Linked DNA regions of Mus musculus: all the other regions are linked to region 2. A link is a contact called in public HiChIP or PLAC-seq and promoter capture Hi-C data. All regions are on one chromosome and are shown on one strand. Each heading gives the region's core, a stretch centred on a gene start, on an enhancer-like site or on the middle of the called end of the contact. The rest is flanking DNA. Distances are from core to core; before and after follow the strand shown. Region 1 overlaps Clcn5 (chloride channel, voltage-sensitive 5). Region 2 holds the start of Clcn5 (chloride channel, voltage-sensitive 5). Region 3 holds the start of Akap4 (A kinase (PRKA) anchor protein 4).

Region 1 (3,931 bases), core at 655-3,154, 150 kb after region 2:
TCCCTACCTATTTGGGCCTTAGATTGTTTCAGTGGAGCAACTACAATTTTAGTTCCTGTCTGCTCTCTGACTAAGTCATAGTTCTTTGGCAAATACTCCAGGCTATATCTACTCCTCAGGCTGTTTCTTGAACATTGACCTTATCCTCAGAACATTTTATAACCAGAGGAAGCACCTGTTCTCCTCAGCTGCTCTTGCTTCTTCATCGATACACTCTCTGCCTTACAATAGACTCTTCCCAGCTGCCACACAGCGCTTTACTGCCCCCCCCCACCATCCTGGGATCCCATAGTGAGATCCCTCTTGGGACACATACTTACTTATATGTCACTTGCTGAGGAGTGATAGCGTTCTTGTGTGGGGTGTAGATTTGAACTGTTTAGCCCTGTTTATTTACGTAGTCTGTTTCCAATCTCTCTGTGTTTGGCCTGCAGATCAAAACCATCCTGAGTGGTTTCATTATTAGAGGCTATCTGGGTAAGTGGACCCTTGTCATCAAAACTATCACTTTGGTGTTGGCGGTGTCATCTGGCTTGAGCCTGGGCAAGGAGGGCCCCCTGGTGCACGTGGCTTGCTGCTGTGGGAACATCTTGTGCCACTGCTTCAACAAATACCGGAAGAATGAAGCCAAGCGGAGAGAGGTAAGGACATGTGACTTTAACAGCCACCCACCACCACCTTCCACCCTGTGCTCTCTAACCCCCTCAGGAGCAGAAGTACTGTGCTCTCAGAGATCAAAATTTGGGGATTTCATGAGGGTAAATTCAAATAGCTTTTAGTTCTGCAGGTTCAGTTCTAGGAGTCCATCTTTTAGCCATCTTAGCATGTGTTTATATATCCACAGGTGTTTAGGGATACTCAGTACAAACTATTAACATTGTAAAAGTCTGAAATTAGCCAAAGGTCATTAAATAGAGGCTTGATTAAAAACTGTTTTTTGGGCCGGGTGTGGTGGCACACGCCTTTAATCCCAGCACTTGGGAGGCAGAGGCAGAGGTAGACAGATCTCTGAGTTCAAGGCCAGCCTGGTCTACAGAGTGAGTTCCAGGACAGCCAGGGCTACACAGAGAAACCCTGTCTCGAAAACAAAACAAAACAAAACAACTGTATTCTGCTCATATCATAGGAAACTATGCAACTATTTAAAAATAATGAGATGGCCCTCAGTATATTGACATGGACTGCTGACAACAGATAGCAGAAACTAAAGCTAGTTTGTGGGATACTTTGAATAATTTTTTAAAAATGTATTCCTATGTACTTATGAAGAACATATCTAGGGCTGGGGTGATATGGGTCAATAAAAAAATCTTTTAAAAAAAAATTGATTCTAGTCTCCCATGTTTGCCAGGTTTAAAAAAAATGATTTTTTTAAAAAAAATTTTTATTTATATGAGTACACTGTTACTGTCCTCAGACACACTAGATGAGGGCATAGGATCCTGTTACAGATGGTTGTGAACCACCATGTGGTTGCTGGGAATTGAACTCAGGATCTCTGGAAGAACAGTCGGTGCTCTCAACCTCTAAGCCATCTCTCCAGCCCCTAGAGCCCGTTTTTTAAAGTGGTACATACTTCTAATCCCAGAAATAGGGGGGTAGAGACAAGCAAAACTCTGGGGCTCACTGGCCAGCCAGTTTTGTCTGCTTGGCAGGTACCAGGCCGCTGAGAGACATTTTCTCAAAAAACCAAGTGGACGGTGCCTGATGCAGGTTGACTTCCCCTTGCACATACGTGTGCCTGCACTCACATGTACCTACCAGTATGCATGAAGATGAGCATTGGCAAAACCCACTAATATCTGCAAATGACTTTATTCTAAACTGTGACAAGCATGGACTTAGGGTGCATGGGGAAAGAGGACAGACGGAAAGGAGAAGTGGGACTTGACCTGTTTATTGTATTTATGTGGTTACTTCTTTTTTAAAACTTCTTTTTTGAGGAACTTGCTGTGGATAGAAGAGTGAATAGAAACAGCACATTTCGAACGACAGAGTTTTCTTGCTCCTAAACGCCACACTTGATTTAGTTCCTTCCTGTGTTAGACCTCTCTCTCCTCTCTCTCTCTGCCTGCTTCTTGCTTCAGCTCAGCTGAACTGTGTCCACAGTAGTACCTCTGTGCCCGTGCTCAGATCAGCCAGGTGTTAATGTGTACTATTTTGAGGAGGAAGAATGTTCTAAAAAAATTGTCCCAAGTCACTGGTTACTTTTATTGTGCAATAATTAAGGACCTTAGGAAGCAGTGCTTCTTGCTTGATTTTCCTTGAAGGGTCCAAAAAAATCACAGATGGAATAAGTTGAGGCCAAGATTATTTTTATTATTAAAAAAAGAGCTCTTGTAAAACTGGAACCCAGCAATTTCTCTTGAAGGGAAAAAAAAACATGAAAAGATTAACCACAGGCTCTGGAAACTGAAACGCTGGAGCTTTAAGTGTGGACTATTAAATAGGGAAAGTTCCTGGAATAGTCAGAAACGAGAGGAAAGCAAGCAGGAGTGGTAGAGGGTGTGTACGTAGACTGTCGCATTGTAGAGGGACAGAGAAGCTATGTGAAATTAAACAAGCTATTAAACAAGTGAAATCATGAAAACAATACCATTCTAAGGGCCAGGGATGGTGTTGGTTGTTGCTGCCTTACAGGGATCGAGTTGAGCTTGAAACTAGATTCCTTATAAAAGCTGAACTGTTTTTCTGAAAATTGCCAGACACGGACTCTTCTGAACATCTGGATCTTCACTCTATTTTCCGTAACACAGATATATCCCTAATTTTTTCCCCCTGTGTTGCTGGGGTCTAAACCCAGGGCCCCATGCAAGATATCTTATCTTGTGGTTCATAAGCAGCGGCCTTATCACAGTGAGCAGACCGGTGGAAATAAAGCAGATCTGAGTTGGAAGGGGCGCAGAGATTCCATTCAGTAATATAAAACTCAAGAGTCCTGTTCCTCTCCGTCCCGCTCCTATTTCATCCTAAACATATCTAGGAAAATTTCCTTTTACAAGTTGAGTTTTGGCTTCCCTATCCTTCTCTTTTGAGCTGCAACTTTTCAAAGCTCTCACTTTTTTGAAGGTTAGCACCAGAGCTTTCCCTCCTTGCTTTCCCTCCTTAATTTCCCTAGATGCTCTGCCGGTCCTGGAGAAACCTGGACTAGAAAGCCAAAAAACCATTTATTTTGTCAAGAAATATTTTATTCTTTGAAATTCTTAATTTTGCTCAATTTTACGTTTTGAAATCATTTCTCTCCACAGCTACTAGTATTGAAGGAAATGACTTGTTCCTATTCCTTCTAGTCTGTTCACATCACTAGTGTCAGTCCTGTACATTTCCCATGCCCATGCCTCTACACACAGGGCAATCCTCTCTAAACACCACTTGTTGTCCCACCCACCCCCTTTTGTCTATCTTTCCTGCTGATGCTCTATTCCTTTCACTTTCCTTGCAATCTGTCCTCTCTGCCCTTAAAAATCTACTTGTCTCTATTTATGTTTCTATAGGCCACGGAGACTAGCATAGGCTACAGGGGTAGGCAATTCTAAACTGTAACTGCTGTTATGTCACTAGAGCCTTCTATAATATCTTATTAAAATGTTTCCTAAACTGGCCTCAGGAGAAAGCCCACAGGACCTGCATACAGCTCAGGACTGCTGAGAAGTGGGAGAAGTGGTCTTCCTCAAGGCTGAGCACAGCAATAGCATATTCAGTACCGAGCAGTCAGCTCTGAAAACATAATACAGTGGCATTATACAGACTGAAGCAGGGTCAACTTAGAATTGGTGTGTATGCAGAGACATATGTGCATGGAACGAAAATTAGCTTTTAAAAAGAAAAAGGCCGTAAATTTGAAGGAGAGCAAGAAGGAATACATGGGAGTTTTTGGAGAGAGGAAAGGGAAGGGGGAAATGATATAATTACAATTTCAGAAAATAAAATA
Region 2 (3,723 bases), core at 1,127-3,626:
CACCCACTAGTATTGTCATCACTAAATCACCCCATGTGTGTGGAGGGCATAAACGAAGCTGGCACACAGAAGCAGCTTTGATTTGGGGCTCAGGTATAGAGCTTTAGATAAAGGCCTACCTGGATCCAACATTTCATATCTACTCCAGGGTTCCCAAGAATGCAGAGCTCTGGATTCACTCCACAGTCCAGATCCACACAGTGATGATCAGGGTTTGAGCTTATGGAAGCATGGCTTCTTTTGAAATTCATCTAACGTTTAGTCTTCTCCCATGACCCTATCTTTTTTCTCTGTGAGATGACCATTTTTTTTCCTGTTAGGTTTTGTATTAAAATAAGCCCAAAACTTCATTGTGTTTGATTATAGCTTTATCTCTGGAAGCTTTGCATGGCTTGGGCTCAGATACAGGTTTTATATTTCCAAACCCTTAACTTATCCAAAGTAGGCATTCAAAATTCACTGAGCATACATGGCCTTACTGAATTTTGCTCCCTTGTGTTAACATTGCTGATCTGCCAGGCAAGATGTGCCTACTGGTGTAATAGTGGCATGTTGATGGCCACTTTCTGATTGAAACCTTTATCACAGGAGAGAATTTTATGCCTGATACTGTAACTCCATGTCTGGGTCACTCCTTGGGTAGAACCTGCTATTTTAATTTAGCTAAATGATTGCCTTCCAAATATTAGTGTCTATAGCTATAGATCTGGGCTGTTCTCAACTTTGGTCTGAGGAGCTTCTTTTTGCCATGAAACACAGAAACTCACAACTGGCCAAAGTTCTGAGAAGAGACTGAGTGCTCAGCCCGAAGTCTAAATGACAGAATTCTCAACCCTACCCCCACCCCCAATTAGGCCTAAGGGCCATCTTAGAAGAGGAGATTGAAAGAATGCAGGAGCTGGAGGATGCACAGGAGTGCTGTAAAAGACTGTCCTTTGTCCACAAGGTCACTGACTCCTGAACAAGACCAAGCCACCAACATTCCTACAGAGATGGGAGAGGTGATATCCAGACTCTATTTCTTACTGAGATTCCATTGGTAGTTGATAGCTTCCCACCTGGGGAGAGAGAATTGCTCTTCTTTGAGGGTGTGACCTCTGGTAGGTTTTTCCTGGTCTGTCGAATGGTCCCACACTCTTGCAAATATGGGCAGCACTAACTGGATTTATTGGGTTACTAACACAAGAAATTTGAAATTATGAGGGGAGGTGTTGGGGGAAATATGGATTTCTTGGGGAGAATTGGAGGGAGCAAATGGAAGCGTATAAGATTATAGTTTATTGTATACTTGTATAAACTTCTCAAAGAAAAAAAAAGTCTACGGGTGTGGCACAGGTCTACAATCCCAGCGCTTGGGAGGCAGAAGCAGCTGAGTATCTGTGATCCCAAGGCCAGTTTAGTTTACATGGTGAGTTTCAGGCATCCAAGGCTAAATAGTGAGTCCCTGTTGCAAGAAAAAAAAATACTATTTACTACAGTGGATTTTGAATTTGAATACTTGGCTTCTAGGTAGATTACTTGTGTTGATGATGTGGATTCCAATCTTAGTTCTTGCAATAAATTAATAGCTGCACTCCATTTGTATAACCTGTTCATTCCTCACAAGGATAGGATAGTTCTTCTAATTATTCGGAATGGCTTTGGAGACAGAGAGACCTCAGTTGGAATCTGAGCTTTATTTTGTGTTTTGTTTGTCTGTTTTTGAGACAGCATCCTGCCTTCAAACTTACAATATAGCCTAGGATGACCTCGCATCGATTCTCCTGCCTTCAACCTCAAAGAATCGGGATTAGAAGTATATGTCACCTTGAGTTTTCGCTTGACAATGATTAAATTGGCAATAATACCTATAAGTAACTGCAGTATAGATTTCCCTGTGTTGGATTAAATTGGCCCCTGCAAGCACTACTGTATTTGATCACTATTCTTATTGCTACTACAGTGTGAGATTGGAAAAGCTATGTAACCTTTCTGAGCCTCTGTATTTTTATGAGGGAAAACGGATAATGACACACTCTTCATGAGTTCTTGTGAGCATTAAATGAAACGAATAAAGTATATTAGCCAGAACAATGCCTGGCATAAGGGAGGCTTAAATTTGTGGTCTGATGTCCGCTGTGGGCAAGATACTCAGGATAAACAGTTTGTTCTAAAGACAAAAGCAAAACCAAGGTAGGCAATCTGCAAACAATGAAACCGAAGGGAGCATTGCTTTTTTTTTCCCCCAAATGCAACTGACACGCCCCGCATTTGGGTTGGATCCGCCCAGTCCTCATTAAATATGGCTGCAAGCCCGACTACCCTATTGCGGTTGCGCATGCCGAAGCTCCTCCCAGCTGCTGCTTCTCGGTGGCGCTTTCCCCCCTGGCCGGCCCGAGGTGCCTGGAGCGGGCCCTCCGTGGCGCGCATGCGCAGACGCCGTCTTGGCAGAGCTAATACTCCAAGGCGCCTGTCACATGAGCCTCGCTCCCGCTCCGCTCCCCCTCCTCCCGGCTGGGCTGTGTGAATGAAGCTCTGCCGGCTACGTGGGGCGCTAGCTCTACTCGCCGTGTGGAACGCCAGAGCCGACTGAGCGCGCTGCCCACCGCCGGTGGACACGGGCTCCGCCGCGCCGGACCTCGGTGACAGGTAAAGGCAAATGGGCTTCCCTTCCCCAACAGGTCCTTCCCGGCTCACCGGCCGCCGGCCCACCCGAGGAGCCCCCCGGTACGGCGAGCAGGGAAGAACGCTCGCCTGCCACCGCGGTCCCCGGAGCTGGCGTTCCCTCTGCCCGGCCGCCACTGAAGGAGGTGGTGGACAGCCTGGTTCCTGCCAGAGCGGGGCGGCATCTCCTCGGCAGCCCAGCCCTGTTCTGGGGAGCAGGGTCCCCAGGCTGCCGATCGAAGTTTCCTTGCCAAGCGGCGCCAAGCCCACCCAGCTTTGAAAGCGGGGAGCTTGGCTGCCCGCGTCGCTTCTCCAGAGGACAGGGCTGGGGCGGCGTTCGCTGGGAAAGCGCAGCCGAGGCCAGGTTCGGCTTGCTCCTGCTTTGGACCCGCCACAGGTTTCTAGGGCTTCTTAGCGAAGTGCAGTCCAGACGGTCTGGGCGAAGAAGTTGGTGTGCGTTTTCGCCCTTTGCCGCCCAATGCGCTTAAGCTGCTGCTTCCAGAGGTTGGAGCCCCGCGCTCCAGCTCCTTTCCAAGTAATGGAAAGAAAGCTTTAGCTTTAGCTTAACTTTGACGTGCTTTTTACCTTTATGAACGTTTCAGAACAAATCAGTTGACTGAAGTTGGACGGGTGGCCCTGTGATAACGTCAGTGGAAGCTGCGCCGAGTAAATGAGGGGAAAGCCAGAAGGTGAAGCATTAAAAACCAGTGAGACTCCCCTTTACACATACTTCATAAATGTATTAGTAATTTCCCGGGTTGAATTTCAGAGCTGTTAAATTTCCCCTTGTTCCACGACGTGCTGATCAGTAAGTACTTCTTAACAGTAAAATAGGAGGGGGATGGGGAGTCGACTTAAACTGAGCCATGTTCCAGGTAAACTCATTGGAGCACTTTTCCCTGGTGAATTCATCCTTAGAGTTTAAGCTCTCTTTTTCTTGGATTTCAGGAGCCTCTCCTCATCCAAAGCCCAGTCTTTGTTGGAGTTTTGAGGACTGGCGCACACACGAACCCTTTTTGTTCTTTAAAGAAAAAGAGGTCATTAAAGAGGGCCAACACTATTCTCCAACTAGTATTAGCC
Region 3 (3,917 bases), core at 530-3,029, 250 kb after region 2:
GGACAAAGACAACCAAATAAGTTAGTGATAAAAGTTTGCTGTTTAGACCAGTTAACAACTTAGTAGACTCGTGTTTTGGTGTCTGGGACTTGAATTGGATTTTTCTCCAGAATTTAACAGGATACATTTCTTCTCCTAAGTATTAGGGGGCTGTAGAATTCCTTTTTACACACACACATGAAAAACCTTCTTCTTCAGCTTCACTAGATTATTAGATCTTTCCTTTTCCCTCTACCTCTTCAAACTAGTCTGTTCTTTCCCCTCTGCCTCCCTTTTCTTTTCCTCCCCCTCTCTTCCTCTCCTCTCCTCCTTCTCTCCCTCCCTTCTCTTGCCTCCCTGTGTTCCTGCCTCCTTTTCTTCTTTCTTCCTCCCTTCATTCTTTCTTTCTCATCCCTCCATGCCTCCTCCCTCTTTTCATCCATCTTCCCTTCTGCCTCTTGCTTCTCCTCCTCCATTTCCCTCTCCTCTCAACTTCATTTTCTACCCTTACTCCATCCCTTGTTTCTTCTTTACTCCCTCATCTTTATTCTCTATCATTCCTTGCTCCTTCTCTTTCTCTTCATTCATCTTCCTTCCCCTCCTTCCTCCCTCCTCCTCCCTCCTCCTCCCCTCCTCCCTCCCTTTATTCTCCATCCTCCCTCTCTTCATCCCTCCTCCCTCTCTTCATCCCTCCTCCCCTCCCTCCTCCTCTCCCTCCTCCTCCACCTCCTCCCTCTCCTCCTCCTCCACCTCCTCCCTCTCCTCCTCCCTCCCTTTATTCTCCATCCTCCCTCCCTCCTCCCTCTCTTCACCCTTCCTCCCCACCTTACCCCTCTCATCCTCCCCTCATTCCTCCCTCTCTCCACCCTTTCTCCCTTCCCTCTCATCTCCCCTCCTCCCCCTCCCTCCTCCCTCCCTTTATTCTCCATCCTCCCTCCTTCCTCCCTCTCTTAACCCCTTTTCCCTTTCCTCCTTCCCCCTCTTTACCTTTCCTCCCTCCATCTCCTTTGCTCCCACCTTCCTCCCTGTTCTCCATCTTCCCTCCCTTCCTCTTTCTCCCTCTCTTCAACCCTTCCCCTCCTTCTCCCTCTCTTCAACCCTTCCCCTCCCTCTCCCTCTCTTCATCCCTCTTTCATTCCTCCTCCTTCATTCTCTCTCCTCCCTTCTCCCTCCACCATCCTCCCTCTACTTCCTTCTTCTATTTGCCTTCTCCCTAACTTCTCCCTCCTCTATCTGCCCTTTTCTTGCTTCCTTCTTTCTGTCTCCCCCACCTATGATTTTCCCCTTCTCTCTCCTCCTCTCTCTTTACCACACTTCTTCCCCTTTCCTCTCTCCCCCCCCTTATTTCCTTATTCCATCTTCTACCCTGTGTTCTCTTAGCATCACTTAAAAAAAAGTTATCTAGTGGCTATCTTCTTACATGATATGTATCTTGACTACTTCCCAAGGTGTTTGGAAATGTTTCCAATTAAGAATTCTACAAAACTTTAGAAAGCTCATAGAAAAGGCCTTACTACCCCTCAGATGAGAGAGCTGCTTTTTTGAACAACTAGTGAACAACTACTAGCTTCAAAAAAACCTCAGAAGCTACAAGATCCCTTCTGAGAGTTGGATCTTAAAAACCCGTAAAAAGTGAGATGGATAAACTCATTACCTTGATGATAGAGTTGTTTTGTACCTTTGACTGAGTGTGTGTCACCCAGAAGTGAGATGTGCCCCTTTAGATGGAAGGGGGCAGTGCCAAGTTCTTAGGCACTTGCAGCTGGCTGCCACCCCGGTCAGCTGTTAGACCAGACTGATGGGCCAAGCTGTTTCCTGCTGGCTCTGACCCTGTGGTATGACAAGTATCTTTGTTGAGTCATAATACCTGGTGATGTAGCAACCTGAGCAAAGGCATGGCACACTTGGAAAACCCAGTAACCTTTTCATAGCCAAAGTATGCCAAGCTACCTACTGGAGGACACATTTTTCCTATGTCTCAGTGGGCACATGTATTTCACAACATCTTTCACAGTTCACAACCTCCTGATATCAAGCATCTTATTCCTTTCCCTCCTAGACTAATACCATTCATTAGCAGTTTGGTGGGGGTTGTAGTTTTCACAGACAGAATCGCTCCCAGTCTTGGCAAGTGAAACATTTTCCCACTTTTGTTTGCTTCTTTTTGAATTTCCCACTACAGCACCAGAGTTATGTGGCAGAGATGATTAGATTTATGTTGAGAGAAAGAAATTTTGACCAAAGTCATTCTTAGTTATCTCAGAGAAAATGGAAATTTAAAACCAGAGGCTGCCTTAGACACTAATAAGACACCTCCCATACTACCCAAAAAGAAGTCAGAAAATGTCTCTACCGTTGTAGTACCACAGTAGGCAATCATTTTGGACCTTTGGATGTTTTCTTTTGGAGAATTTGGATGCTGCGATGACTCTTCCAGTCTGCCTCAAGATGTTAGGTCTTTCTTCAACCCTCCATACTCTCCTGAAGCCTAGTTGCTAGCTGGTACTAGAACTTAAAATTCATGACATCACTGTTTCTATAGAGAACAATGACAGGACAAAATGGTTGGCCTTAGCCTTAGGATTCTCAGTGATCTACATGGTCAAATCATGAAAAAGACTTAAGCCCCCCACTTACTGTTTTCCATTTTGGCCAGTGATCATTGTTGGCTGTAGTATGTTTTAGAGAATTATCTATATCCATTGGGATGCCTCCTGTTTAAACCAGTTTAAAAATATTAGCACATACCAAAGGAGGGTCTCTCTTCTGTGTCCAAATCATACTTCACTTTACTTTGTCCTTTCCCTGTGTCTCTTCTTTCACCAATTGAATGTGAATAAAGTTAACCAAACCCAGAATCATTTGAGATGTTCCCCTAGATAATACAGTTTCATGTTGTGGTCATATCCTCATTTTCTTCTTGTTGAATGAGTTTTCCTGAAAAGAAGTAGACAAATTTCTATTTACCCAAGATAGGGCACTTATGATAAATTAAAAAAAATGATTTTACCAAAGTCTAGTTCAGTGAACCAATGAGTTTATTAGGGTTATATATAGGAACATATGAAGGGACTCTGGCCAGCTTGAGTGTGGCTAGCATGGTTCTGGCAGGCCTTGCCCTTCTCCTTGATTTCTTCTGCCTTGGTAAAAACTGTTAGATTACATTCCTAAAGCTACAATCCCAAGGTCTATTTGTTTATTTGGCCATGTCCTCCTCCTGAAGCTGACTACTAAAGTCCAGCCACCAAAGTAGTGAAGTCCAACAATCAAAAGCCCTGCTTGGCTCACCTAATTAACATTTTAAACACTTCAATCTAACACAGCTTTCCCCTTGTACCTTTATAAACTGCCATTTTCCTATGTGTCATGTCTGTTTCCTCTATATTCAGAGGCAGTCCTTTGTCCCCCATGACAAATATCCCTTCTCTCTATCCCTTGTTCCCTTCCCCTTCATCCTCCACCTCCTGTCTTAGTCTCTTATCCCTTCCCTTTGTCTCTCTCAGGTACAGGGCTCCTGAGGCGATACTTTTCCTAACAGCAAAGATGAGAGGTCTCTTACAGGACCATAGATGACTCTTAATGGCAGATGTACCACCAGAAAGATTATCCCATCATGGGTTATGACTAATGGCTGCTGCATTCCTAGAGCATCCTGAACAATTTAGGAACATGTTGGCCACTTGGAGAGTATCCTGTCCTCAGCAACTGTGCTCTTATTATTAATTCTTGGTGGGGGTGTCTTTAGAAATTTTGTAACTTTCATGACATTTCCTGAGGCTTTTAAGTTTTGTTAGCATCCTGAGTCATATAAGCTCCTCTCCTCTACTCCCTCCAGGAGGGAATGTTTCAATGTAGAGAAAGAGAGATACACGATGGTCATTTCTTCCTCTGATTTCTTTTTACATTCTTTCCACCCTCTCCTGTGATGTGTTCTGAGC

Evidence for each region. Promoter capture Hi-C pulls out the DNA fragments that hold promoters and counts their contacts. HiChIP or PLAC-seq counts read pairs in DNA pulled down with a chosen protein or histone mark.
Region 1: a contact with region 2 is called in an H3K4me3 HiChIP or PLAC-seq map of bone marrow-derived macrophages, with 6 times the contacts expected there. The contact joins the enhancer-like site here to the promoter of Clcn5 in region 2. A contact is called at or near these places in 8 of 39 promoter capture datasets (3T3-L1-derived adipocytes, the C10 cell line, hippocampal neurons and 3 more), 1 of 15 datasets of contacts at CTCF or cohesin (pro-B cells), 7 of 484 Hi-C or Micro-C datasets (the 63-12 cell line, the G1E-ER4 cell line, centroblasts and 3 more), 7 of 115 datasets of contacts at active chromatin or transcription factors (bone marrow-derived macrophages, craniofacial prominence, embryonic forebrain and 4 more) and 2 of 9 other capture datasets (adipose tissue and pancreatic islet).
Region 3: a contact with region 2 is called in a promoter capture Hi-C map of 3T3-L1-derived adipocytes, with 3 times the contacts expected there. The contact joins the promoter of Akap4 here to the promoter of Clcn5 in region 2. A contact is called at or near these places in 11 of 39 promoter capture datasets (the 3T3-L1 cell line, 3T3-L1-derived adipocytes, the C10 cell line and 5 more), 3 of 115 datasets of contacts at active chromatin or transcription factors (bone marrow-derived macrophages, large pre-B cells and stem cell-derived neural progenitor cells) and 2 of 9 other capture datasets (adipose tissue and liver).

The regions. Positions count from the first base shown.
Region 1 is chrX:7,167,019-7,170,949 of GRCm38.p6, reverse strand. It overlaps Clcn5 (chloride channel, voltage-sensitive 5), which reads left to right. Exons shown (of 14, transcript NM_001243762.1): 8 at 435-641. Among named protein-coding and RNA genes, the nearest start is that of Mir500, 69 kb to the left of the region's middle. Within about 2 kb of position 1,904, at least 25 of the 459 cell types and tissues checked have an H3K27ac peak or open chromatin away from gene starts, as enhancers often do. A contact at or near this core is called in the 63-12 cell line, bone marrow-derived macrophages, centroblasts and 2 more, where this site is marked.
Region 2 is chrX:7,318,011-7,321,733 of GRCm38.p6, reverse strand. Clcn5 (chloride channel, voltage-sensitive 5) reads left to right here and starts at 2,376. Exons shown (of 14, transcript NM_001243762.1): 1 at 2,376-2,628.
Region 3 is chrX:7,066,072-7,069,988 of GRCm38.p6, reverse strand. Akap4 (A kinase (PRKA) anchor protein 4) reads right to left here and starts at 1,779. Exons shown (of 6, transcript NM_001042542.2): 1 at 1,634-1,779.